Regions from separate parts of the Sus scrofa genome. Here all the other regions are linked to region 1. The links are chromatin contacts, called in public HiChIP or PLAC-seq maps. All regions are on one chromosome and are shown on one strand. Each heading gives the region's core, a stretch centred on a gene start, on an enhancer-like site or on the middle of the called end of the contact. The rest is flanking DNA. Distances are from core to core; before and after follow the strand shown. Region 1 has its middle 27 kb from the start of EHF. Region 2 overlaps SLC1A2 (excitatory amino acid transporter 2). Region 3 overlaps SLC1A2 (excitatory amino acid transporter 2). Region 4 overlaps CD44 (CD44 antigen).

Region 1 (7,062 bases), core at 2,085-4,584:
AACATAGTGTCTGCCCTCAAAGAGCTTATAAACTAGTGGCAGAGGCAGACAATAAACCAGTAGGTATATTTACAATACACTGCCACTTAGCAGTAAGTGCTCTGAAGGAAAATAAAGCAGGGCGAGGTGTAGAGAGTGGCAGAGGGAAGAGCCAACACTGATACTGATGAGGTGGTCAAAGATGATGTCTCTGCAGAAGTGACATCTGATTAGAGGTGTGGATGCAATGAGGAAATAAAACAGATGGATATGTGGGGCAAGAACATTCCGACAGAACAAAGAGCAAGAATAAAGAGCCTGAGACTGGAGCAGTTTTATTTAAGGAACAGCGCAGAGGCAAGTGTGGCTTGTGAACCACAGGGAAGGTTAAGGAAGAAGCTAAAAGGCAAAAAATAAAAAAATTAAAAAATAACAGAGCTATAGGTAGATAGCTAAGACTAAATTCCTTCACTGATTCATAATACCCTCCCATCCTGGGTGGAATACTGCTAGTACCTTGACAGATACAGAGATGATCAAACATAGAATTTATCTTTGATAAACCCTGAACCATTAGTCTAGTAGGGGAGAAAAATATCTAAATAATGAGAAAAGAAAACTACAGGTGTCTTAAAAAGAGGTGTGGTAAGAAATACAGAAGCCTGAAAGAGAGAGCCTTCACCTCTCACAGTCACTCTCACCACCAGAAACTTGGAGACATTAATGAAAGATGAGAGTTACATTAAGACTGTACAACAACTGTGTCTGCCATGTGCAAAGAGGTAAAAATTGAACTTAAAACCTTTCAGCAACTAGAATAAAATCATAGAAATTCTACAATTCTAATATTTAAAAACTCAATAACCAAAGTTAAAAAAAACACAACAGATGCGTTTAATAACAAATTCAACACAGGTAGGTATAGAGAGAATTAGTGAACTGAAAGGGAGGTCAGAAGAAATTACCTTCTCAGAATGAAGCAGAAGGAGACACAATGATGGAAAGCACAAAGATGAGAAGAATACAGTGAGCAGACCTCTCACATAGTTTTTTTCAGGAATACTAGGAGAAGAAGTTAGGAAAAGAATAGCAGAATAATGGCCTAAAATTATGGAAGGAAGGAAAAAAGAGCAAAAATTAATGAAATAGAAAAAATACAATAAATGGTATTAATAAAATTGAAATTTGCTTCTTTGAAATGACTGATAAAATTGATTAACCCCTCTGCAACAGATCAAGACAACAAAGAAGGGCACAAATTGATAATGTCAGTGTTGAAAAAAGAAACATAATTACATATATTGCAGACATTATCAAGATAATAACAGGATATTATGAAAACTCTATGTCAATAAATTTGAAATTTTAGATGAACTAAACAAATTACTAGGAAAACACTACTGACCAAAACTAATAAAAAAATTTTAAATCTGAACAATCCTGGAACTATTAAAAATAATTAATTTTTTAATTAAAAGTAAACTTCTCATGAATAAAGTGATTGAAGGCTTCAAGCAAATTTGATGAAATATTTAAAGAAAATATAATGCCAACTTTATATAAACTCTTCCAGAAAATTAAGAAGAATCTCCATTTTATTTTGCAAGGTTAAAAAAAGTAATCTTAATACCAAAACCCAATAAGAACAGTATGAAAAAGAAAATCACAGTCCAGTTTTACTCATGAACATGTGAAAAAATCCTAAATAAAATACTAGCAAGCCAAACAAGTAAGGTATAAAAAGGAAACACAGGAGTTCCCCTTATGGCACAGCAGGTCAAGGATCTGGTTATGTCACTGTCGTGGCTCAGGTTGCTGCTGTGGCACAGATTCGGTCCCAAGCCCAGGAAGTTCCCCATGCCATAGGCGGGGCCAAAAAAACCCAAAAAGGAAACACATCCTGTCCACCTTTGGCTTATTCCAGAATGCTAGAGGAAATGCTGCATTAACATCAGAAAACCAATGTAATTTGCCACCTTAACAGATGAAAGGAGGGTGGAAACAACTCAATTGACTTAAGAAGATGTGGTATATATAAACAATGGAATATTAGCCATAAAAAAGAATGAAATATTGGAGTTCCTGTCATGGCTCAGGGAAAAGGAATTTGACTAGCACCCATGAGGACACAGGTTCTATCCCTGGCCTTTCTCAGTGGGTTAAAGATCCGGCGTTGCTGTGAGTTGTGGCACAGGTTGCAGACCTGGCTCAGATCTGGCATTGCCGTGGCTGTGGCATAGGCTGGTGACTACAGCTCCGATTCGACCCCTAGCCTGGGAACCTCCATATGCCATGGGAAGCGGCCCTAGAAAAGGCAAAAAGACAAAAAAAAAAAAAAAAAAAAAAAAAAAAAAAAAAGGAGAGAAAAGTCATATAGTCATCTCAATAGATGCAGAAAAAAACATTTGGTAAAATTCAACATATGTTATTAAAAATCGTAGAAGCTAGAAAAAAGGGGTCACTGAAGTAATCTGGTAAGTAGTATCTGCTCTGAAACTTATGACAACTAATACATTTAAAAATGAAACCTGGAAAATGTCCTTTCTGAGGTTGTGAAGAAACAGGGCCCTCACTATCATGACATGTCCTGTGTCCCACACAGCAAAGCAAGGAAAAGAAATGAAAGCCACAGCCAAGACATAAAATTGTGAATATGTGTGGGTTAATTACATTATCACCTACATAGAAAATCCGTGGAAATCTGCATATCACTTTTAGATACTAAGAAAGTTTCAGGGTCACTAGATATAAAGTCAACACAGAAAAATGAATTAAATTTCCATTCACCAACCACAATTTTTCATAAACTGAAAAAAAATTAAAGATAACATTTACATTAGCATTAAAAATGTCAAAAGAAATCTAGGGAAAAATCTAACAGAAAGTGTCCAAGACCTCTGTACAAAACATCCATTATTGAGAGAATTAAAGGAGAGAAATTTTATGTTACTGAATTTGAACACTCAAAATTTTAAATAGCAATTCTCCCTAAATGAGCTCTAGCATCAATAAAAAGTCCCAACGGGATATTTTAAAGAACTTAATGAACACTTTCTAAAATTTATATGAAATTGCCAAGGTCCAAGACGAGTCAAGACCTGCTTGAAGAGGAAACCCAGGGTTGAAGGACTTGCTCTACTGGGTGTTGAGTCTTATTACCGTAGTAGAGTAGTTAAGACTGCCATTTTCATTCAAGGATATGGATGGAGGTAGATATCACTAGTGTTTTCCAATATCTGGGTATCCTCCCCTTCCAGGCACATGGCAGACAGCACTTCATGGTACCTTACTGGTGAGTATAACTCTGTAACTAGTTCCGGCAAACGAGCTGTAAGAGGAAGTGAATGATGGATGACGTTTTCACACTGAGTCAGCAAAAACCTCGGCATGTAACCTCTGCCTCTCTTCTCTGGATGAAGAGTGCTCCTGATGATGCAGCCATTTCACTTCATGAAGGATGGCTGCCCTGATGCATATCCTGCATCACCAGTGACCTGCTGAGGAAGAAGAAATAACTTAATATGTAAAGCCATGAGATGCTGGGGTTGTCTGTTACTAAAACAAAACATAGCCCATCCTATCTTGTTCAATAGAGAGACAGACTATTGGAACAAAAGAGCACCCAGAAAGAAAGCCACCCCTGTGTAGACAACTGATTTTTCAATACAGAAATGAAGTTGCAGAGTAGTAAAGAAAGAATGGTATTGATACATCTGGATATCCATTTGGGTGGAAAAATAAAACTTGTCTTTACCTCACACCATACACAGAAATCAATTCCAGGTGGATTCCCAACCTTATCTGAAAGGCTCCACTGTATAAAGCTTTTAGAAGAAAATAGGGGCAAGTTCTTCATAGTTTGGGAAAAGATTTTCTACATTAAAAAAATTAACTATGAATGAAATAGTTAAATTGTGTTCTATTCAATTTCACCAAAAAAAAAAAAAAAAAAAAGTTTAGGCAAAAGGGAATGCCTAAATTTTAATAAGAGCTATCTCTGGGTAATTACATTATGAGCTGAATTTATTTTCCTATTTAGCTTGTCTTTTTTTTTCCAGATATTGATGAATATGAATCTCTTTGTAATAAAAGAGAAAAAATAATAAGTTGTAGTTTTTACACATTTATAATCAAGAGGTAATCCAAAGGTTGAGGATATAGAATAAGAAGTTTCTAGAACTTACTTGTTAACCCAAAGAAAAGAAATCCTAATTGCGGCATATCAGGCCATGTGACAGGCAGATGCCGGTGGGATTGATAGTCACTGTGGCCTTTCTTAGGGCTCCATTTAGCTGCTAGAACATCATAAAGGTGGTCTGATATCACTTTTTTTTTTGCAGTGTATGGAAGTTCCCAGGCTAGGGGTTGAAAGGGAGCTGCAGCTGCCAGCCTACTCCACAGCTCACAGTTCACTGCAACACGAGATCCTTAATCCACTGAGTGAGACCAGGGATTGAACTTGCATCCTCATGGATAGTAGTTAGGTTGTAATACACTGAGCCACAAGAGGAACTCCGGATATCACTTTTTAAGAGCCATTCTGTGGCAGAGTCACAATCCTATTCCTGGCAGGAGATGCCCTTGAGAGTTCTCCTCCTTCCTCCCTTTTCCATTTCTGGTATCCTTTCTCTGATAGGAAGTATGTTTCCTAAGACACCAGTGTCTTTTCTTGGACTCTATCAGCCCTGGAGATGCAAGACTTCTGGTCCATGTGGCCTCCCACTGATGGGCACCAGGACCTCCCTTCTTTTTTCGGTCATGCCAATCCAAAGCTCTTTGTAAAATCTTTATTAGACACATGTTTGACTCTGAACAGCCTAAATAGGTAAGCATTTTAAGATCTAAAGCGCATATAAGGATACTTTTTACTCTTGTTTTTAATCGTTTTATTGGCTCTCGTTTATTCATTGAACATTTATTGGGCATGGGCAGTAAAGTCATCATAGACCACAGCTCCTGAAGCCCTGAGAATTCACTACTTAAATTCTGGAGTCTGGCAAAATATGGAATGGAGATATGGAGAATGAGGGTCATCCAGAGAAAAAAAGGGTCATTCTACCAACAGGTAGAAATGGCAGGACCCTTGGGATAACTGGGTTTTAAATAGGTGGGTTCAGAGATTCTAAAGTGCCTCACAATGGTCATGAAGAAGCTTCTGGAACAAGGGTGGGCAGCTAGTTGGAAGGGCATTAATGGCAGCCATTTTCATCATCATCAATGGTATTTATTGAACACCTGGCAGAAATTATGCCAGGCACCTTACATACATCATCTCATTTAACATCTACAGCAATCCTGGAATTTATAGTATCTCCTTTTTGAAGATGAGGTAATTGAGACTCAGAAGAGGTGAGGTAATTTGCCTGAAGTCCCAGGGTTCCAAGAGGGTGGTGTTGAGCTGGGAATCTGTCAGACTGGAAATCCTGCCTCTTCTTCTGACAGTAACTCCTACTCTGGGCACTGGTTGTTATTCATCAATGTCTTAATAAGAGATGTCAATTTCCATCCTTTTGGGGGAAAACAGGAACCTCGATCTCTGGAGGCTATTTGTAGCTGGCATCAGTTTCTTTAGGACAACTTCCTGTTTTTGAGACATTGTCCCCTGGGAGGTGGGGACAGAGCCGTGCCTGTGGCAACAGGCTGTCGGGAGACTCTAGTGAGATCATGCCTACAAAACACTTTGCTCAGAGAAGAGGCTCTCGGTATCCTGGCTGCCATCATTATGCTGTTTGGGCCCAGGATGACCAGCCATCCTTAGCTTTGCATGCAGTGGGGAAAGACTTCCAGTTGCACAGATCCAATGGTTTGGCTTGATTCTGGTGCCCACGTTTTTCAGGATCATCTCATCATCCTGAGCATCCACATTCTGCGTGTCCCATGGGTGTGACACTATATCACCAAGTCCTTAGGTCCTGAGCTGTCTCACTATCACTAAGACTTATTATCACAATAGGAAAATGATGAGATAGTGACTGGTGCTCAGATAAGAAACTCCAGTAAGTTTCTATTTCAGATCCTATGAAAGAGAAACAGTGCCATGAAGCAAAACATGGAGGCTTAGAGATCAAATCGGGGGTGGTGGGGGAGGCAAATCAGAGTGAGAATGTTGCTCAGCTCCTTTCCGCTGTGTGACCTTGGGCAATCAGTCAACCTTCTGAATCTCTATAGCAACTAGATAGTAAGAACTACCTCACAGCTTTGTTAGGGGGATTGCTATATAATATAATGATGTCAAGTGCTTAGATCAGAGCCTGATCTATAGAAAACAATGAACAAATAAATGTTCCTGAGAGTTCCCTGATGGCCTAGTGGATTAAGAATTTGGCATTGTCTGGAGTTCCTACTGTGACGTAGAGGAAACGAATCTGACTAGGAACCATGAGGTTTTGGGTTAGATCCCTGGCCTTGATCCTGGTTAGATCCTCAGTGGGTAAAGGATCTGATGCTGCCATGAGCTGTGGTGTAGGTCACAGACACGGCTCAGATCCCTCTTTGCTGTGGCTGTGCTGTAGGCTGGAGGCTACAACTCGGATTAGACCCCTAGCCTGGGAACCTCCATATGCCATAGGTGCAGCCCTAAAAAGACAAAAGACAGAAAAAAATAAAATAAAATAAAGAATTTGGCATTGTCATTGCTGTGGCTTGGGTCACTGCTATGGTTAGGGTTCAATCCGTGGCCCAGGAACTTCTGCATGCTCATTATTATATTATCAAATGGATAAAAACCACCAAACAAAACCCAACTAAGATTTGTTTAACAGGTTCATAAAAAGTTACCCGAAATGACTTGTCTCTCCTCCTAGATAGGTCTGCTGTTTGATGTATTTGAACAATCAGCTAAACACATGAGAAGAGATGTTTCTATTTAAGGAGCTCCCACTGTGGCACAATAGGCAGTGTCTCTGCAGCACCAGGACTGCGGGTTTGATCCCCAGCCAGCACAGTGGTTAAAGGATCTGGAGTTGCCACATCTGCAGCATAGGTCATAACTGTAGCTCAGATCTGATCCCTGGCCCGGGAACTCCACATGCCACAGGGTGGCCAAAAAAGAAAATTAAAAAGTCAATTTGAAATGTTTAAGGA
Region 2 (7,062 bases), core at 2,663-5,162, 750 kb before region 1:
GACTCGGAGACCAAGCACACGTGGTGGGTGAGCGGGGAGGGAGGCATATAGCCCTCTCTTGGGCTTCTGGCTTACACTGATGGAGGTGAGGGGCAGGGAGAGTACAGAAAGAGAGTTCAAGAGAGAGAGGGCGAGTTTGAAGGAGAAGGTCATGAAATTAGTTCAGACACTGGGAGAGACTATTTCTGTGGGACACCGGGTGGAAATGCTCCCTGAGACGTTGGGTGCATGAGAATCTGGGGCCTTAAGGAGTGACATTTTTGATCCTAGAAATAAATGAACTCACTCAGACAGAGCATAAAGCCCAAAGAAAGATGGGCTGAGGGAAGAATCCTAGGGTGCTCTTATGTCTACAGGACAGAGGTGATTAAGGGTACATAGGATGCTGAGAAGTGAGGAGGGGAGTCAGGGGAGAGCAGGGGCTCTTGGGGTGCCTGATGCTGCTACCTGCTGCAGAGACATCAAATAATGTGAGTACTGAAAAGGCATCCTTGGATCAACCAATTTCAAGGCCATCACTGACCAGAGTTAAGAGCAATGTGATAGCTGTTGTCGCCATGTTGGTGTGGGCTGAGAATGGCTGGAGAAAAAATAAAAGCACTTTTTTTTTTCTAGAGCGGTGATCAAGGGAAGGATGGGAGAGCAGGATTACACTTTGGCTTACTCTTTTTAGTTTCCGAGTGGGTGTGAGGTAAGCATGTTCATATGCTAAGGGAAAGGTTTTGGAGCTCCCACTGTGGCTCAGTGGGTTAATGATCAGGCTTGTCTTTATAGAGGCACTGATTTGATCCATGGCCACAGTGGGTTAAGGATCTGGCATTCCTGCTGCTGTGGCATAGGTTGCAGCTGAGGCTCAGATTTGATCCGGGGCCTGGGCACTTCCATATGCTGCAGATGCGGCTGCAAAAAAAAGAAAAGAAAATATATCAAGGGAAAGGTTTGCTTAGTGATGCTAAGGGCATGAGTACTCTTTGTGGAAGAAGCTGAGGGAGGAAAGAATTAGAGCCAGAGGGTAACTGATCGTTTGCTTTTGGGAGGTTCCTGCAGAGGAGGACGGGGCAGCTCTGGGAGTGCTTGGCCAAATCTTCCTGCAGTCTTCCTGTTTGACTGACCTCACAGCACAGAGAAGGCCAACTCAGAACAGAGGAGAGGAAAAGCTCTCCTTCCTGGACTGCTAGACCCATGCGGTCAACTCTGGTGATCCTTTGAGTGACAGAGGAGGCAGCTACCTGGAGTTGGTTATATTTTAGTGGCAGTTGTTTCAATTTATTCTTTCCATCAGCCTAAGTCTCCCTAGATGGATTTCTTCTCTCTCTCTCTCCCAAATCCTTCATTTGTGCTCTTGTATGTATAGCTCGTGACACTTCCGGGGTCTCATTCTTGGTCCGAACTCTTCTGGCTCTGCCTTTTCTTAGGACACTCCTTGGGCGTTTGCATCCTGCATGTATCGTGGTAACTCGCAAATGTGCATTCCTATTTCAGACCTTTTCTCAAAGCTCCAGATTCATATAACCTACCACCTATTGCACATCTCCATTTGTGCAATGCACAGACATCTCAAAATGACCATGATACAGTGGAACTCTTGATTTTTTTCCCCCACAGCCTCATCCCTACTTCGCACGTTTCTCTAGAGATTCAAAGCCAGAAATGTAGATATTACCCCAGATTTTTTTTCTCTTCCATCAGTCCCAACCTACAAGCTTTCTCTCTTCTATTGCAAAATGTACTGAATGTACCTTTTCTGTCCGTTGCTGTGGCCATCACATGAGCCCAGACAAATGTCATTGCCCCAGTGGAGGCTTCTTCGAAGCCTCTTACCTTTTAGTCTTCAAATATCCCAGGGTCTGGCCCACCTTAGTGCCCACCCTCTTTGTCTGGACCACTTCCTACCCTCCACCTACTGCCATTTGCTTGACTGGCATCCTCTTATCCTGGTGCATCCTTCAGTTCTTAGCTTGAACTCAATCAGCATCTGTTGATTGAATAGTCAGTCCAGCTCAGCCTGGGGATGCAGAGAAGACATCTCAAAAAAGGTGACATTTGAGCTGGTTCCTTTCCAGGAAGCTTGTCCCCATCACACTTATTACAGCATTTAATTGTGACAGAGCAGGCTAAATATTTTCTTGTCTGTCTGCTCACGATCCTGGTATCTCTCTGAGGATCAGGACTACATTTCTTTGTGCCCCAACTTATCATTATTGCGATGTATGTTGGTATAATCGAATTGTCTACTTTGGGAAAGAGACATGCAAGGACATAGAGGGCACAGGGGGATGGCTTTAAGGGGGCAGCTGGACCAAAGTTGAAAAAAAAAAAAAAAAACGTTCTTTCACTTGCTGGAACAAGTCCTCCTTTAAAGTTCAGCTGAACTTTCCTGCCTAGCCGTCAATAACCAGCCTTTTAACTGCAAAGGGCTGATAGGGTTCAAGTAGGTTGTAAGAATAATTAATTGGGCAGCAGCTCATCTTGGGAAGCCAAAAATGTATTTGTCACAGTCAGTCATGGTCCCATGCTGGTGTCTGGAAGAGGTTACAAACTCTTATAGCTGCTGTTATTTTAAAATGCAGTCATGTGGCTCAGTGGTTCATGAACCCGACTCGTATCCGTGAGGATGCCGGTTTGATCCCAGCCTCGCTCAGTGGGTAAAGGATCCAGTGTTGCTGTGAGCTGTGGTGTAGGTCGCAGAGGCGGCTCGGATCCTGCATTGCTGTGGCTGTGGTGTAGGCTGGTGGCTGGTGATTCAGCCCCTGGCCTGGGAGCCTCCATATGCCTTGGGTGCGGCCCTAAAAAGACAACAACAACAAAAAAATGCAATCAAAGGTAATCAGGTAAGACTTTTTTTGAGCCCACTCGCCACCTCTTCCTGCATTTCCCCCCCAAACCACCTGCTTCCTCTCAGCGTGATGTCTCTCTAGTCCTTTTCCTTGTTCCTTGTGAAGGAAAACAAGGAGAAGCTAGCAGGCACTTGGTATTCAGACACAAAGAAGGATGGGGGTCAAAGATGATGTTTAAATTACATAAGTGAATAAATCCAAGGCTCAACGTACAACTGCTTGTGAAACTGATGTAGGAAAAGTTACCAGAAGCTGACAACATTGGTGTAAATTGATGCTTTTTAATGTTTGCAGAGATTCTGAATGTAGTTAATCATTCCCAATAGAGTTCTCTTCTCTGGCTTCCTATCGTGGTCGGGGTAGGGGAAAAATAAAGAGCCAGGGGTCTTAATATGACTTGGCATTGGTATGTATATTTTCTGGCAATATAAATGAGAATGTGTGATATGTCTGTATTTCCTGAAGTGGAGTTTTCTGGAGGTTTCTGGGAGCGGGCTATATGGAGGGGTCCTTGTTGTGTCCTGGTGGGATAAGAGGATAAAGACTCTGCGTGGCATGTTCTTCCTTGACTCTTAGGAAGAATTCTTTTTTTTTTTTTTTTTTTTTTTTTTGATTTTGCATCTTCCTCTTTTGTGGATCCATTTAGGAAGAAGTCTATGATTGGATGAAGGGCCAGTTTCTGGAACCCCTTTTCTGAACCTTAGGAGAGAAAACCTTCAGCTGAAAGTGCCCTCATCATCCTTATGGAAAATGCTAGATTCCTCCTAGATTCAGAACTGGGGCATTCAAACTGCTGTTTTTAATGTGAAAATAGAGTCAGGGCAGAGATGCCATATTTTCTAATTTCCTCTGTCTAGAACTCTTTGTTAGTTGGAGCATCCGTGGATTGTGTTTTTACTTTCTTTGCTTTCTCTCTCCCTCTGAAGACACCCAGTAAGTCCCCAAGAACGTGACCTCCAGATCTCCACACACAATCCACATGTAATTAATTGTTCAATGGTCAGACAGACCCAACAGTTTGTCCAGCAGGGGGTGCTGTGGAGCCTCCCATGGGCCACCTGCAGGGCCAGGGTGATTTTCCTGCTGCCCTGAATCGAGAGCTGGAGGGCAATTGTCTGCATCCCCAGGCCAGCCCCAGCTGTTACCTCCCTTTGGGAAAAGAAACCCAACCGCTTTGACTGTTTACATTCCAAGTGACCTGGAGTTGTTAAAACAACCAGGGGACCGGGGCTCTGGAGCCCAAGGCCACACCTGGGACGACAGGCCTGAGGTTGAGAGCCAGTTGACAGCTGTCACCACCAAATACCACCCTGGTCCTGGGTCCTCACCCTCCCGGTCTTTCTTCCTGAGAGTCATCCGTGGGATTCGAACAAGATTTGGTATGTCCAACCTGGTTGGGTCTGGGTTCTTGGCCGACTTTTTAAAGTGAAGGGGCAACCCTGGGAAAGAAGGGAGACCTTTAATGAGGGAGGAAAAAGACACTTGAGGGCTGGAAAAGTACATTTGGAAAGGGCTGGAAGGGCCCCAGAATAAACAGTGCAAGAATGGAAGCATGAAAACAGATACTCCTCTTTTCAACATGACTAACCAGCCCCCCCAAAGTCCAGCTTGTGTTCCAACCCAGTTGCAAGCAGGAAACAAAATTAAAATAGGCATGAAAATGCTGTGCTTTTGTTACCGGGCTCACTCCCTCAGGAGGAGGCCGAGGAGGAGTCGGGGACTCAGCCACGTGTCCATATGCTGCTTGAAAGAGGATGTTTCTGTTCACTGTTGAGCTGCCAACGGCAGGGAAAGGTTCCTGAGTTTTCCAGGAGCAGGAAAATCATGCTTCCATGCAGCCGTGACTTTTGTGTCTAGTCGGGGGCATTTTAGGTTAACCTTTGAGTCTCTCGTGTCATAGAATTGCAGGGTATTTAGGGAATAAATAAATGCAAGCCGTCGAGGAGTTCCTGTCATGGCTCAGTAGTAATGAACCCGACTAATGTCCATGAGGACACGGGTTTGATCCCTGGCTTCGCTCAGTGGGTTAAGGATCCGGTGATGCCGTGGGCTATGGTGTAGGTTGCCGATGAGGCTTGGATCTGGTGTGGCTGTGGCTGTGGTGTAGGCCAGCAGCTGCAGCTCTCATTCGACCCCTAGTCTGGGAACGTCCATGTGCAGTGGGTTCAGCCCTGAAAAAAAAAAAAAGAAAGAAAGAAAGAAAGAAAATCAGTTGAAAAGTTCCCTGGGTGATTTCTTTACCACAAGAATTTCTGAGTCCTCCTTTAAGAGAAACAGGGCTGGTTTCATGGGTGTGTGATGGGCAGTCACCTGGGGCCCTGGGCTCAGAAGGGGCTTTTCCTGGGTTTCATGCTCTGCAATCACCATCCTTAAACTCTTAATAACAGAGGCCTTGGCTTTTAATTTCACACCGGGCCCCACCTATTAGGTGGCTAGTCCTGCAGGGAAGCCACATATCCACAGGGCCGTGTGAATTTCTGCTGTTCACGGTGATAGTGAACATGATGAAAATGATAACCTTGAAAATATCTGTCTCTTGCATTGCACTATTATGACAATGAGACGCTTTGCATAAAATAACTTCTGGAGCCAGCATTGCATTGTGGTTGTGTATCTGTTTTCATGCTTTGGATGTGTTTGATATTCAGGCAAAATTGCCTGGTCCACGGCTTACTAACAGTATAGCTTCAGGGAAGTTCATTGGCCTCTCAGACTCTTTATCTGTTCAGTAGGGGCAATATCACCACCTGATAGGGCTTTGGGAAGGATTAAGGCAGGATGTGGGTGAAGCACTTGGTAGAGTGCGTGAGACCTGGAGGACACCCTGTAATGACTGTCTTCTTCTTCTTGCAATAGCCTGACTGTATTGCTTTCAGTTTGCTGGACTTAGGCGGGGTTACCCATCCGGCTCTTTGCAAATTAGGTTGCTAACCTTGGTGTGTACCCACAAGTGTGTTTGCTAATTCTTTCTCATAGAGCCACAGGTGATAAGATTAGAAAGTAGGGCCTGGACTTCTTTGTTCTTGTAGAGGTGGTATTTGCACTAGTGGAGATTCGTTTGAAGAGTTTTCTCTTTGTGTGCTTTTAACCCTTGAACTAGTTTTTACTTGTAACACATTTGACTCAAAATGCGTGGCACCTTTTCCACCACACTCTCCGACACCAGATGGGTTTCCTGCAATTCAATTCAAATCAGATCCTTCTGCCTGGAGTTTGTGTCAGACCCCTTAGGTTAAGGGCTCCATCCCAAGAGACTGCCCCCACGTGACTGCAGGTGCCCGTGGCAAAGTTATACTTCTGATTGACAGGCTATAAATTCTGGGAGTTCCCACAACCCCCTCCTCAGGTTTGATGATTCTCTAGACCCACTCATAGAACTCACCCTATTATAAAGCGTGCAATTCAGGAACAGCCAATGGAAGAGAGGCACAGGTCAAGGTATGGGGGGAGGCATGTTGCCTCCCCGCCTCAGGGCACACTTTGATGTGTTTCCAACCCAGAAGCTCTCAAAGCCATCCATCCTTTAGGGATTTCTATGGGGGTCTCCTTATGTAGACACGATGGATCAAATCACCAGCCACTGGTTAGTAATTCACTCTCCAGCTCCCCTCCCCTCCCCTCCCCCAGGGTCAGGGTAGAGGGGAGGCTGAAAGTTCCAACCTCTAATTGTACCTTGGTCTTTCTGATGACCAAGAAAGCTACCAAGGGGCAGGATCCCCAGCCACCAGTCTTCTCATTGGTCTACAAAAGGCACGCTTATCCCCCTGGAGAGTCCTGCCATTTGGGGAGCTGTGATCCCTCCAGGAATCAGGGACAGAGACCAAATATTTATTTTGTATTGTGTCACAATCCTGTACTAGGATGGTCTCCCCAAGCTAGAAGCCTTCTGCTCCCTTCTCATTCAAGCGTTCTGAACGTGTCTAAGGATAAGATGGATTGTTTCAGGCGATGTTGGACAGGGAGCTGGGGGCAGGAGGCCTATCCAGCCTAGGTCAGACTTCTGTCAGGCAGGGGCACCGTGGAAGACAGCCCAGATTTGGAAGGAGGGTGGGTGAGCGTTGCTTCCTCTAACACCGAGGGTCTGTGATGTCCTCTGTGACGTTATCCCCATCAACTCCAACGACTGAGGATTCAAGATTTTCCAGCACCTTAAAACCACCTTTTAAAATAACTCAATGAATTTTATTATATTTACAGTTGTATAACCATCATCATAATTAACCAT
Region 3 (7,062 bases), core at 2,567-5,066, 690 kb before region 1:
GTTTATGTGTAATGTTTTAAACTACTGTGTTTCTCTGCTTCTAATATGTAATCATTTACACGAGTTTCCATTGATCTCCTACACTGAGCATCTCTTCCATGGATTCCTGAAAGCTTGCATCTCTCCAAGGCACCTCCCATTCTGGGTCCTGCCTCTGTGGAATTTTCCCTCCCCACCCTGTCACCTCTGTGCAGGCTACTTTCCACCCCGCCTTCCCTGCCTGGAAGCTGTATTTTTTTTTTTAAGGCCATACCCGAGGCATATGGAAATTTCCAGGCTAGGGGTCAAATTGGAGCTGCAGCCGCTGGCCTACACCACAGCCACAGCAATGTAGGATCCAAGCTGCATCTGTGACCTACGCCATGGCTCCCGACAATACCGGATCCTTAGCCCACTGAGCAAGACCAGGGATCGAACCCAAGTCCTCACAGATACTAGTTGGGTTCATTACTGCTGAGCCACGACAGGAACTCCTGGAAGCCGTTTTGATGCCCCGTGCCCCATGTTCCTCAGCCTCCAGGCTGCAGCCATGACAGAGGGCAGCAAGGCGCTTACACTGCAGGACCACATAGCAAACAGGACACAGTGGCACCTTCGGCATTTCTGTTCTTTGGGAAAAACCGCCAGGCGATGTGGGTAAGAACAGTTTCTGAAGTCAGGCTGAGATTTTCAGAACCCACTCACGCTGTCACTTTGGGCAGATCACTGTACTTTTCTGTGCTTCGTTTTTTCACCCGTGGAGCGGGGCTAAGAGGGTTACCTACCTCACAGGATGGTGGTGGGTCTACAGTGCTTTGGGAGGATACCTGTAGTAAGTGTTTTGGAAATGTTAGCTATCATTACTATCAACGCTATTATTATTGCTATTGTTATTGTCAGCGTTATTATTTCTGAAGGTCCCTTGGCCACCCCTACCAGCTGGGACAGTCTTCACTGGCCATCTCTGCTCTATAGGCTCCTGCTTGTCCTTAGTCAGGCTTCTCCCTTTTCCTCCCTGGATCACTTCTTCCCAAGGCCCTGAATTCCCATCGACTTCCCCTGCAGCGCCCTTGAACCACTGCATTTGCTCACTCCCAACCTTCCATCGCAGCCTAATCCTGGGACTGAAATGTGTCCATCAGGGTATATTACAAAACGAGGGCAGTTCCCCTCCCTCCCTCTCTCTGTCTCTCTCTGTCTCTCTGGTTTGGTACAGCTCACTCTGAGACGTTTTTACAAATCTAGCTGGAGATGATATTAGGAGGAGAAATTGTGCCCGTCCTTTGCAGCTGGAGCCTGGCTGGTTCCTCAGCCATTGGGGTGGCTTCTAGAAAGACAACCTTGGCACCAGGACAGGATGAAAATGCCTCATCACTGTGACCTCGGAGGCTTGGCCAAGGCAGGAGTGGATAAAGGGCTAACCTGCCCCGCCCGCCAGCCAAAAATAGGCCAACCGCATCACCAGGCTTTCGGTAATTAAACCCTCCTTCTGCAGAAGGCTGTGGCTCAGACCGGAAGGGGGCCATGGACGGGTTAAGGTGATTCCTTCCCAGCCCTGGCATTCTTCTCTTAGTGTCAGAGGCAGGCTTGGAAACCCAGGAGTGCTCCGTGGAGTGTAAATTCATAACCAGGCACCCTGTGAGGGCAGCCAGGGGCGGGCACATGTGCCGGAGAGGCTACTTAGAGATGAGGTATGCTTTGTCTCTACTCTGAATAACGTAGACTTTTAAGGGAGTCAATCAGCTTATTTTTTATAACGTTTTTGTTTCTTATTCTAAAAGTTAATTCAGGTTGGTTGTAGAAAGTTTGAACACAAAGGAGAGGATCAGTAAGGAAATAAAATCCATCCATCGTCCCATCATTCCAGTCACTGGAAACCTTTTGTGCCATTTTGTGTGTGTGTGTGTGTTTTACATCCTGGTGCAATGCCCAGTTTTCCTAAAACTGTGATCATATGCAGTTTTCTATCTTGCATTTGAAAAGTACACACAAAGTACTCACAATGACACTGTATCACATGAGGTCATGAAGTATTACTTGAAAGCCAGATGGTTTTTAGTCTGTTAACCTCCCGGTGGCCGGGGCTGAGCAAACAGGAATGGTGGCACATGCGTCCGCGTTGGTTGGAAACTGCACTGGCAGGAGTGTTCACACAGACCCTGCAGCCCAGGAGGAAGCGATGTGCCACCTGTGAGATCAGAGACACTCTGGTCAAGCAGGGAGGTGGGGAGTGGGTGAGAGGCTGCCCCAGCTTCCTCGGAGAAAGCGTGACACACTGGCTAGAGCAGTGGGCTCCTAGGGAAGGCATTTCTGGTTTGGATTCTGTCTCCGCGCTAACCTGACTTTGATAAACATACCCCACCCTCTAGAGCTCAGTTTTCCCATCTATAATGCGGAACTAATGATCATACATATTTCTTGGGGTCGTTGGAGGCCAGGACCTGGCTCGGGATAAGTACTCAGAAGTGGTAGATACTATTATGATGAATGTCTCAGATGGGCACTGGGTCAGCTGATTCCATTCTATGCAGATAGCAGGTAAATGGGTTCATTCTGTAAGAAAATCTCTGAAAGGAAGTGAAAATGCAGGTGGGATTTAACACGTTCTTCCAGAGAGGTGGTGGGGTCAAGGTGATGGGTGGTCTAAAGAGTGGAATTAAGACTTCTTCCAGGCGTGATGCTTTCGAAGTTCGAGGGGAGGGTGCTTCCAGTACCAGCTGTGAGGTCACCCACCCAGGGTCTGGATCCAGACCAGAGACAGGCACCAACCCCAGCCAGGCATCTTCTAATCGGGTTTGACGGGCCGTTTAGAGTATTTTAATAGAGCATCAGAGATTTTGTTGGGCTCAGCCAAGCTTGTGTGCACCTTAGATGGACAAGCCAGGATGGAATCTCATCTTCATGCGCCTTTGTGGAAGCATCCCCAGGTACCGGGGTTCAGCTCTGGCTCTAGTCAGGAGTGGGGAAGCATCGGAGGTGGTTGGAGAGACCTGCGTTTGAATCTCAGCTCTGCTGTAGAGACCCAGTCTCTCTTTACCTTCTCACTTGATCTGGTTAAGCGTCTGTACCTTGTGGGTTGTTGTGAGGATTAAAAGAGATGAGTCTAGGAGGTGCCTAGCACCATGCTGGCTGGCCTCCTGGTAGATTGCTCAACAAATGTTGACATCCTCTTCCACCCCCCACATGCTGCAAAATGTGAAGGAAGGAAGAAGAAGAAGAGAGTCGCTTGGTTTCTCCATCTATAAATAAGAAGCTGGGGGAGTTCCCATTGTGGCGCAGTGGTTAACGAATCTGACTAGGAACCATGAGGTTGCGGGTTCGGTCCCTGCCCTTGCTCAGTGGGTTAACGATCTGGCGTTGCCGTGAGCTGTGGTGTAGGTTGCAGACGCGGCTTGGATCCCACGTTGCTGTGGCTCTGGCGTAGGCCGGTGGCTACAGCTCCGATTCGACCCCTAGCCTGGGAACCTCCATATGCTGCGGGAGCGGCCCAAAAAATGGCAAAAAGACAAAAGAAGAAGAAGCTGGAATAAGAAGGGTTAATAAGAGTTAAAGGCTCCCTCAGCCTCTGGAGTTTGAGTGATGTCTTGTGCTCTGATTGTCCGTCCTAAAAATCAGTAGTGAGCCTCCACTATTTCCTGGCAGGTAGCCATTGAATACATATCATGTGCTGAGCCCTCTGCAAGGGTCATCTCATTCTGGGCTTTCCTTCCATGAAGGAGAAAAACTGAGGCCTGGAGACACAACGAAACTCACTCCCAGTTTCTCAGATGGTAAGTGAAGGAGCTGGGCTATGTACTCTGGTCTCTGCCTCTGGAGACCAGGTTCATAACTAGAGACTTCCGCCCCCTGCTGGAGACAATGAGTGCACAACAGACTAGCCTTTTCAGCTGCTCAATTGTTAAGCCCGTTGAAGCCCAAGGAATTTGTGTTACGGACACTGTCGTCTCCCAGGCAGGCAGCAAATAGGGAATTGTGGACAAACACACCCCCAACATCTAAGCATCTGACTCAGGCTTCCTTTAAGTGCAAGAGTCCTGTGAACAGCAAGTGCATTAGATTCTCATCTTCACTATGAGAGAGACCAGGACTTTCTAAGGTCCCTGGGTGGCTGCTCAGAGCAAAGGGCACTGAAAATCTGGAGGGGAAGGGCCTTTCCTTGTTTTTGCTTCCTCACAAAAGGAAGGGAGGAAAAGGGGCAGAGATGAAGAAGATTGTTTCATTGGTTTCAGAAGAAAAAAGCCTCTGTGTTATTGATTTTCAGGCCCCAGGCCTTTGCTGGACAAGGTTTGGTGGTCTGCAGACCACATAAAGAATCCTTGTTTCTAAAGCCTCAAACAAAACTGCCACTGAATCCATCATTTCCTTTGACACCTTGTTCTCGGGGTTCTGTTGGCCTTTTATTCGCGCTGCACCTGTGATTCCTTCCCAATGCTCCCTTTTAACGTGCCCTTGGTTTAAAATTTTAAATCTTTTTTTTTTTAGGGTTACACCGTGACACATGGAAGTTCCCTGGCTTGGGGTCGAATCGCTACAGCTGCTGGCCTATACCACAGCCACAACACCACCAGCTCCAAGCCGTGTCTGCGACCTCCACCACAGCTCATGGTAACGCCAGATCCTCAAGCCACTGAGTGGGGCCAGGGATCGAACCTGCATCCTCATGGATACTTAGTTGGGTTCATTACCGCTGAATTGCAATGGGAACTCCATGGCCTCGGTTTTTATCTTTGTTTTCACCTGTATAGTCCACACCTTAATTCCAGCCTCATTCCTCACTCCCTGGGCCCCTGCACCCAGCTTCTTAGTCATCATTTTTCTTAGGAATAAATGAGTGTGATTATTTATTTAACAAACATTTATTGAGGAGTTCCTGCTGTGGTGCAGTGGGTTAAGAATCCACCTGCAGCAGCTGGTATTAGTGCTGAGGTATGACAGGTTTGATCCCTGGCCCAGCATAGTGGGTTTAAGGATCCGGTGTTGCTGCAGCCGTGGCTCAGAATCAGTCCCTGGCCTGGGAACTTCCATATGCTGTAGCCATAAAAAAAAAAAGATAAAAAATAAAAACAAAGAAACAAAACAGCAACAACAAAAAGCATTTATTAAGCACAGAGGTCTCTGTTCCCTAGTGCCTACCACCTGACACAAAAATAAATATGACAATCTTTGCTCTAAATGAGTCCCTAGCTAAGAAATAAAGTGGATGCAAATTACTGAGGGAAGGATGGCAAATATGGGCACATAGATGGCCACTCCTCAACTTTGTGTCCATGGCAGACATTGCCCATCAATCATTACTCATTCTTTTTTTTAAATATAATGTTTTTTAATTTTTTTCCGTTATAGCTGGTTTACAGCGTTCTGTCACTTTTCTGCTGTACAGCATGGTGACCCAGTTACACATACATGTATACATTCTTTATTCTCACATTCTCATGCTCCATCATAAATGACCAGACATAGTTCCCAGTGCTACACAGCAGGATCTCATTGCTAATCCTGACTCATTCATTTTGAAGCTGGATTCAGCGATAGACAGCCACTCTTGCTGATTGGATTTTTCCCATGAATTGATGGCCGTGTAATCCATTCTTGTCTTTCAGGTGGTCTAAAGGCCACTGAGAGAGGAAGGGGAACTCATTGTATTGAGTTACTGAGTCTGAGTTGTCAGCCCATCAGTCAGGTGGTGCAGCCTAGGAGATCCTTTAGTGGGAGTGCTCCCAAGCAACCCAGCTTTGGGGAAGCCCCCCAAGCTCACTTCTCATGACACCTTCATGCCTCGCCTGCTCTCTCACGGCCCCTTTCTGTCTGTGTTTTGGAGGACTCTTCTTCTTCCTCGTTCCCCGCAGAAATAGAAATAGTTGTTTTCTGAGATTCAACTCTCCTCCTTTTTAAGGTCTTTGTTCTTGTCTGTTCTCTCACTTGGAGAGCTCATTGAAGTGGTTAACTCCCAAATCTTTATCTTCAGATACCTCTTTTTCCAAAGCCTCACCTCTGTCATTGTGGCATCGGAGCACCTGTAAGACCTGAGCCTACTGGGCTTTTCAGCTTGCTCCATGCCCCCCACTCTTGGCTCCGGGCCTCCAGAACCACTGCTGGGAGCACCTGGGTCCAGGTCCTGTCGAGTCAGCCATGGGGGTCCTGCCCCCTTGTGTTGGCACGACCCTGCCCCTCTTCTCAGCTTTGTCACGACCTATCCAGCCTCTGAGTTTCAGCTGAACTGTCACTTCACCTGGAAAGTCATTCCCAACTTCTTTATGCTTTCAGAGAAGAACCAAGGGCGGAGACCCTTATTATCTTGCCCCTCCAGTCATTCAACAAACAGCTCCTAATAGCCTCCTCAGAGTCACAGTGATTACGACATGAACCTGCCCTCAAGGAGCCTAGAGCCTGGCCAGGTTTCTGCTGCTAGTTAATTGTTCTTGTGTATATGTCACGCCTCTGCCATTAGACCAAACCCCTTGTGTCCCCACAGCCCTGTGCACGTACTAGCTGTTGAACACACCAAGTGCCCCCTTTTCCTGTTTGGTTTGCTGTCAAGTCTGGTAGATATGTGGTCCTTAGGGGAGCTCGGAATGGGTTGGAGGGCCGGCTGGAGAAGGAACAGCCCAGTGAGGCTGGACCCCAGAATAGCAGAATCTGGCTTAGAAACGGATGCTTCGAATGGAAAATGGTCATGATTAAAATGCGTTAAGGACATGGTCTGAGTTGGAGTTCCAGCTCTTCTGCTTAATAACGAAGAGACATTGGCAAGTTACTTAATTTCTCTGGACCTTGATTGTCTCATCAGCAAAATGGGTCTTAAAAATGTCACCCCTCAAGAGTGGTTGTGAGGTTTAAATAAGTAAATGGGTTTAAATGAGTGTAAAACCGTTAAAACAATGCTTGGTATAAGCCCTATTACTTAGACGTTCCTGGCAGTGGGATTTACTGGGCATTTTCTTTTTTTATATCCTTCTGTAAACAAAGTGCATATTATTTATGTAATCTGGGAAACATATAATAAAACTTTTTTTTTGTCTTTTGTCCTTTTAGGGCCACACCCACAGCATATGGATGGTCCCAGGCTAGGGGTCTAATCAGAGC
Region 4 (7,062 bases), core at 1,618-4,117, 560 kb before region 1:
CTGGATTGGTCAAGACTGTCCCTGAGAAAAGGTAGTTTTGGAGCCAAAGGAATAATTTCACTCCATCCAACACACACAGCCCCTGTATCTCCTCACTGTCTGTATTATGAAAGTTACACGCTTCACCCCCAAACCCACGATTGAAGAAGGGAAGTGGACTGGGACAGGGAGGACCTGGGCATGGCACAGAGTCCCCAGGGTGATCACTCATTTGGGAAGGAAGCTTTAAAAACTAACATGGAGCTTCTTTGGAACAGACCAGGGCCAAGTCTGAATATGAGCTCAGCCAATCTATAGGATGGAGGAAAAAAAAAATGAATGTTCCCTTCTTTCCCATCAAGGGGCTGTCCTGTTCCCCTTCACCCTTTAGCTTGCACAGAAGGGCCATCAGGTTCAAGGTGAGACATTTAGGAGCGTGTGCTTCCTTTCCGGGACCTCCGAGAGAGACCTCCTCTTAGCATTAATTTTTTTGTCACAGCTCAAAACTCACCTGGAATTTGAGATTTCCGTATAGGACCAGAGGTTGTGTTTGCCTCACCTTCTTGACTCCCACTTGAGTGGCCTAGAGAAAAAACAACATCCTTCAACCAGAACTTGGAACACACAAGCACGAGTTCCTTACAGAGCAGCACACAGGGCCAACCGCTGTGGGGCTGCATTACCGCAAAGCTATTTATAGATTCGAGCCACAGACATTCATAATACGTCGCATGAAAAATATCTCCCCAGAGGAGTTGGTTTGATTAAGGCTAAGGTCTGGACATGTTATTTTTCAACAAGAGCACGAGGATTCACTCCAAGGGTACAGCACAGGAAATCCGACTTCTGTCTCTTATCAGCAACCGCTGCTGGGTCAAGTCATCCCTCTCCAGGTCTATTTTGTCACTTATAAAATAGGGGAATAAAGGAATCCGCTTCATCACCATTTTTCAGAGGCCTGAAGAGGCGAATAAGCGTGATAACTGTGTGCAGTTACTGTAATAGGGAAGAATCTGTATATTTGATTACAAATTCATCAGTGAAGGGATGTTGCTGTATAAGCTTAAATTATACATAATATTATCTGTGTAATATATAAATTATACAAGTAAAGGGAACCCTACCTCTCAGGTAATGAGCTGGAAGCTAAAATACCTTTGTTTAGCTCACAGGAAACATCCTGACCAGGCACACTTGCAGAAAGGAAGAAATGAACAAACACATCCCCTCTGGAGGCTGACCGGAACCAGGAAATATTTAACTTTACTCCCTCCCCTTTTAGTATAAAAGAAGCCTGGATTCTAACTCAGGCAAGAAGGATTTTGGGGATACGAGTCTACCATCTCTTGGCCTGATGACTTTCTGAATAAAGTTGCTTTTCTTTGCTGTAACAACTTGTCTCTTGATTTACTGGCCTGTCGTTTGGTGAGCAGTACCATCTTGGACTTGGCAATGCTACTGTTTTCTATTTTTAATTTAGGACCTTGCCACTCAAAGCATGGGCCCAGGACCAGCAATAGCCCATGGAAGCTTGCTGAGAATACAGAGTCTCGGGCCACCCCCAAACCACAGAATCCTCATTTTAACGAGATGCCTAGGGCTTTCAAATGCTCCAGATGGCCTGAAGCAAATCTAAAAACCACATCCAGTATCTTCAATGGACATAACCATAAATATTAAAAAAAATAAGGATTCTGGGAGTTCCTGTCGTGGTGCAGTGGTTAACGAATCTGACTAGGAACCATGAGGTTGCAGGTTCGATCCCTGCCCTTGCTCAGCGGTTAACGATCTGGCGTTGCCGTGAGCTGTGGTGCAGGTCGCAGATTCGGCTTGGATCCTGCATTGCTGTGGCTCTGGCGTAGGCCGGCAGCTACAGCTCCGATTCGACCCCTGGCCTGGGAACCTCCATATGCCGTGGAGCGGCCCAAGAAATGGCAAAAAAGACAAATAAATAAATAAATAAATAAGTAAGTAAAAAAAACACATTTAAAAAAAATAATAATAAGGATTCTGGGTGTGGTGGGGAGGGCAATGGCCCTTTCTGTCGGTGCAAAATCACCCTAATGAGAGTGTCTACTGATGCAGCCCCAGAATTTTTAGAGGACAGCATTTTCTACTGCTACACAACCAAATAAGGAGACAAAGAATCTCAAACTGGACGGGAGCAGGAAGTATCACAAGATAAAGAATCTACGAGTCAGAACAGGAGGTTCATCAAAGTGAGGGAGGAGTCATGTTTTATGTATTGTTAATTTTTAAAAAATTTACTGGCCACACCCACAGCATGTAAAAGTTCCCAGGCCAGGGATCCAACCTATGCCACAGCAGTGACCCAAGCCATAGCAGTGACAACACCGGATCCTTAACCCGCTGTGGCACAAGAGAATTTCATTTTGGGGGGGTGGGGGGGGGAGGGGCAATCATGTTTTAAAAGAAATGTCTAAGCTCTCTTGTGAAGATACTCACCCAAATGAAAGTTTGGGGAATATGTGTGTGCGCGCTTGCGTGTGTGTTGTGCTTCCTCCAGTGCCTCCAAACAGAATGTGAAAAATTCCCACCAAAATGAACTATTTTTCCCCTACCCAATGGGAAACCCATGGCAGAATCCCCTGAAAGCTGCCAAGGGAAGAAAAAAACTGAGAGGTCTGTTTGGCTAATCAATGGATGAAGATGGCCAGGTCTTAAATGGCCTTTTCTCAGGAGATTAAGTGTAGACTCTGCTCAATGGACTGTGAAATGCTGATGGCCATGGTTATTTTGGGTAGAATGGCTCCTGTGGATGCAATCTGACATTCTTGTTAAAATTGAGCAAAACAAATTCTACCAGAGGTCTGTCTGTTTCAACTTCCCATTTTGACAGCGGTCTTTTACTTGACAAACCTCAGAAGTCCAAGGGCCTTTCTCTAGCTGCCTTAGTCATTATTGGCAAGTGTTCACCTGCCCGGGTCAAGGGACATTGGCCATCTAAACTGGAGCTCTTTGGCCTTGAAAACCACCTAAGAGGTACAGTCACTCTTGTAGGCCTTTCTCTGACTCAGAGCAGCCTTTTGATATTCGAGAGGGAGGCCATTAATGGATCATAATCTCTTTATTTTGATTTTCAAAAGAAGCGCTCCCAGCAAGGAAAGATCTGGGTGTGTGTACAACCAGCTGAACACTCCCATTTGAACAATAGACACCTGCACAGGAGTCAAACAAAAGAGGCGACTCCCGCCCACCTGATTCTCACTTCAAGCAAGAGCCAAAGAAGATGGACGAGACACAGCAGGCCTCACCTCCTGCCCTAGAGGTCTCTGCAAAGCTACCCAGGGTAGGGCTGGCTGGGAAAGCAAGTTCTGCAAAGAGGAATGCTTGACACTGCAGCTGGGAAGTGAGGTCCAATTAGCGTCATGTGCAGAGAGAGAACTCAACCGGCTTCCAGCTTCCGCTGTGAGGACCCAACAGTCTAAGATGTGCTTCGTAAGCTTTCATATACAGATAAACCACGTAGTGGTGGTGGGATGGGGTGGGTCTACTTAAATGGAGCCCTTGTTTCAGTGGGTCTGGGAGAGCTGGGGATTCTGCATTGCTGGCCAGTTCTGAGATGAACCAAGGACCACACTTGGAGTAGCTGGGGTCTGTCGCCTTTGGAGAGTACTGCCTTTAGTCGTTAAGTCCCTATCATTTCCAAAATATTTTCTTCGTCCGGATACCTCCTGCTCTTCACAAGAACTCTAGGAGGTAACAGGGGCCAAAGTTCTGATTTCCTTTTTACTAGCAAAGAAATTGAGGCTGGGAAAGGCTAAATGCCCCCACCCAAGGCCCCCAGAGAGCCTGTCTTTATTTTAGAAGCATTTCTACTGGGCCTCTACATCCCTGTGCTCTTAGGTAATAGATTATTACTGAAGCTGCCATGTAAATATCCATCTTCATATTTGCTTTAAGTGTGTGAACCCTTAAGCCTGGAGGCAACCCTTTCCCACTTGGGCATAAAGGGGAGGACCTGGCTCACATGCAGCCACCTGGTGCAGTGATGCTCAGGGAGACCACAGGCAGACAGCACCTGCGGAACCTTTCAGTAGCCCCAGCATCTGTCATCACAAGTCACCCGGCCTCATGGCAGACTTTTGCTGCCTGGAGTTAAGTTCTAGGGGTGTGATGATTACAGTAATTACGGCTGTGATTATGGTCATCACAGGGTACTTTCTCCAGATCATGCTTCTGAGAGGTAATATGAGACCCCTGGGCTTGAAGCCTGGCTCCACCCCTCAGCTCACTAGTCATGCCAACTCATCCAGGTTGCTTAGCCCCTCTGAGCCTTAGTTTCCTCATCTGTAATACTGGGAAAATAAAAGTACTGACATAATTAAATGAGTTAATAATAGATGAAACATGAAATCACCCATACTTGTTGACCTACAGAAATGGCAGTTTCTTATGGTCCAATCTAACATGTGTAAAGTGTTAGAACGATGCCACCAGCACACAGTAAATTCTCAATAAACGCTAGCTAGCGTGCCATGTGCCGAGGGGTTATGCTAAACGCTTTACAAGTATACATCATTTAGACTTTAAAGCAATGCCCTGTGACAATGATTATCATTCCACTTCTCAGATCCTTTAAAGGAGTCCCCAGTTAGCATGTGGAGGAACTGGAATCAAACCCACACCATTCTTTCTCCAAAATCCACATTCTTCATCACCTGGTGTGATGCAGTGTCAGACTGAGACCCTGCCTGAATTCTTCCTGGTCCTCTCACAGGGAAGAATTTTCTCAACAACAGTAATTCTCAAAGTGGAGTCCCCGTCCAGCAGAATCAGCATCCCCAGGGAACTCACTGGAAATACAAACGCTCAGGTTCCACCCCAGACCCACCCATCAGAACCTTTAAGCATGGGGCCCAGCAATGCAGCTGGATAAGCCCTCCCTGTGGTGGTGATGCGTACACAGAATGTATGAGAACCAGTCTTCGGGAGACACGGACTCACACGTCATGAATAATCTGCAGGTTCCCTGAGGAGAACAGTAAATGACTAAAGCAGTTCAAACTCACCAGCTGATTCAGATCCGTGAGTAGTAAAGGACCTCCCGCTGGGGTCAAAGTAGGGGTCTTGGTCTTCTGTAAAGAGCAATAAGGAAAGGTTTAGTACTGTGTGTTCAGTGGCACTGCCATTTGTGTTTCCTCATATCTGCGTTTTCATGCAGCGCATCACAAAGTTTAGCCTTTTTCTTTTTTTTTTTTTTCCTTTTCTGACTGCCCCATGGCATAGAGCGTTCTCAAGCCAGGGATCAGACAGAGCTGCAGTTGCCACCTATGCGGCTGATGCAGCAACGCTGGATCCGCTAACCCACTGTGCCGGGCTGGGGATTGAACCTGCGTCCTGGCGCTGCGGAGACACCTCCAATCCTGTTTTGCCACAGCAGGAATTCTGTTTGGTCTTTTAAAGGTAACCAAAAAAGATGACAAAGGAGTTTTGAATGGGTCCACGATATGAATTACTTAATCCACCTGTGAGTGGGCTAGAGCTCAAATCAAAATTTAAAAAACTGGGACAACACAGTCCATCAAGGTGACCATAGAAGTGTAGCTTTAGTAGAAACCCGCAACCTGTAACACTCTAACAAAAATATTATAAGGTTTTGAAAGTCAGAGGTTGGAATTTGACACTGTGTCTTTGAACAAAGGATCATATGCTTTGGATTATGACAAATGGGAATGGATGTACTCCGTGGTTTAGGGTATGAGACATTTAAGAGATTTCTCTGAAGCGAAAAACAGAAAAATGTTTTGGTGTGCAGTAAAAGATCCTGGGGTTGAATTGTGTGAGAATTCCGAGAGAAAAGTCAACTGCTTATTTAGAGAAAACGAGTCTGAAAATAAGTTGAGAAAGACATGGGGAGACGAGAACTGGCATAAGCCCAAGGTGTACCTGGTTATTAGAACATGTTTCAAATAACATTTTCCAAAAATTAAACCTGGATGTTCAACACCAAGAGTTAAGACAACCCATCTTCTCAAACATCCATCACCAAAAGGCTTTAGATAAGGATAAGTCCATGAATTGCTAAAAATCTGCATCCACAGACCAAATCTTGGATTCAGCACATGGAAATGCTTGCTCTTCTCCCCCCCCCCAATACATTTTCTAAAACTATAATGAAATCTTAAAGCAAAATAGGACAAGAGTTTCATAAAATGGTTATTGTCACCCATTATGAAAGGTGCCCACAAGGAATACACAGTGATCTGATCTTCGCCATGTCCTTGTTTAGAGAAGTGGAGGCAGGTGGATTAAGCAATGTAATCTCTCAGGTAACGGAACAGAGGAGACAGGTTTTTGTTCCTTGGCTGATGGTCAGAATAACTGAAAAGAGCATTCGCTGAAATGTCGACACCAATACCACCACCATCGTGTACCCGCACCATCACCACCACCACCACTCCCACAATTCCACGTGTTTTCATTCTTAACATTAAGCATAAAGACTGAGGGGAAAAAATGTATGAGAAGAAATGAGTCTTAATTGAGTGTTTTGGAAAAAAAACTAAAGATGCTAGTCAGATCTTTTAATCCATGAGAACCATGGGAAATCTGTCTGTACCACTGCGGAATGTAGAAGGAATCAGGGTATGGAAATATCAATTTTCTAGAAAGCATTTTATTTACTAACAAATAGGCTATGTAATCCTCTGAGGCTATAGTAACTATTAAAATTGCCATTTAAAATTCAAGTTCATTAGGTGGCATCACAGATCTGATTTGCCGAGACACCAGGCAGGGCTCTAAGAGTCATTTCTCCAGAAGAACCCCCACAAGGCTACTTGGAATTTTCAATAACGGAGGGTAGAACCCCACTGAATAAAGAACCAATGAGCATAGGGGGCTTTAGCTTGCCAGTACTGCTTTAGGATTAGCATTTTTCAAAATGGTTTTCCTTAAAGCCCTGAGATGGGCAGCCCAGAGAAAAGAGGCCAAGCATTTGGCATTCTGGGTTTTCTGTTCCACACCAGTCAGAGCATCACAGCTGTCATCTGTTTTATATATTGAGTTCTCACAAGATTTGTTCTTCTTTTGAGGGGGAGGGAGAAGGGAAAGGACCTA

Evidence for each region. HiChIP or PLAC-seq counts read pairs in DNA pulled down with a chosen protein or histone mark.
Region 2: an H3K27ac HiChIP or PLAC-seq map of alveolar macrophages shows a contact between it and region 1. The contact joins two enhancer-like sites. A contact is called at or near these places in 14 of 47 Hi-C or Micro-C datasets (blood, embryonic fibroblasts, epiblast stem cells and 9 more) and 1 of 2 datasets of contacts at active chromatin or transcription factors (alveolar macrophages).
Region 3: a contact with region 1 is called in an H3K27ac HiChIP or PLAC-seq map of alveolar macrophages. The contact joins two enhancer-like sites. A contact is called at or near these places in 1 of 47 Hi-C or Micro-C datasets (embryonic fibroblasts) and 1 of 2 datasets of contacts at active chromatin or transcription factors (alveolar macrophages).
Region 4: a contact with region 1 is called in an H3K27ac HiChIP or PLAC-seq map of alveolar macrophages. The contact joins two enhancer-like sites. A contact is called at or near these places in 1 of 47 Hi-C or Micro-C datasets (embryonic fibroblasts) and 1 of 2 datasets of contacts at active chromatin or transcription factors (alveolar macrophages).

What each region holds. Positions count from the first base shown.
Region 1 is chr2:26,363,792-26,370,853 of Sscrofa11.1, forward strand. No RefSeq gene overlaps it. Among named protein-coding and RNA genes, the nearest start is that of EHF, 27 kb to the left of the region's middle. Within about 2 kb of position 3,335, at least 2 of the 83 cell types and tissues checked have an H3K27ac peak or open chromatin away from gene starts, as enhancers often do. A contact at or near this core is called in alveolar macrophages, where this site is marked.
Region 2 is chr2:25,616,254-25,623,315 of Sscrofa11.1, forward strand. All of the region lies in intron 1 of SLC1A2 (excitatory amino acid transporter 2), which reads left to right. Among named protein-coding and RNA genes, the nearest start is that of SLC1A2, 16 kb to the left of the region's middle. Within about 2 kb of position 3,913, at least 3 of the 83 cell types and tissues checked have an H3K27ac peak or open chromatin away from gene starts, as enhancers often do. A contact at or near this core is called in alveolar macrophages, where this site is marked.
Region 3 is chr2:25,668,650-25,675,711 of Sscrofa11.1, forward strand. The region is part of intron 1 of SLC1A2 (excitatory amino acid transporter 2); the gene reads left to right. Among named protein-coding and RNA genes, the nearest start is that of SLC1A2, 68 kb to the left of the region's middle. Within about 2 kb of position 3,817, at least 6 of the 83 cell types and tissues checked have an H3K27ac peak or open chromatin away from gene starts, as enhancers often do. A contact at or near this core is called in alveolar macrophages, where this site is marked.
Region 4 is chr2:25,806,919-25,813,980 of Sscrofa11.1, forward strand. It overlaps CD44 (CD44 antigen), which reads right to left. Exons shown (of 14, transcript XM_013994425.2): 11 at 5,013-5,078; 12 at 491-562. Among named protein-coding and RNA genes, the nearest start is that of CD44, 74 kb to the right of the region's middle. Within about 2 kb of position 2,868, at least 8 of the 83 cell types and tissues checked have an H3K27ac peak or open chromatin away from gene starts, as enhancers often do. A contact at or near this core is called in alveolar macrophages, where this site is marked.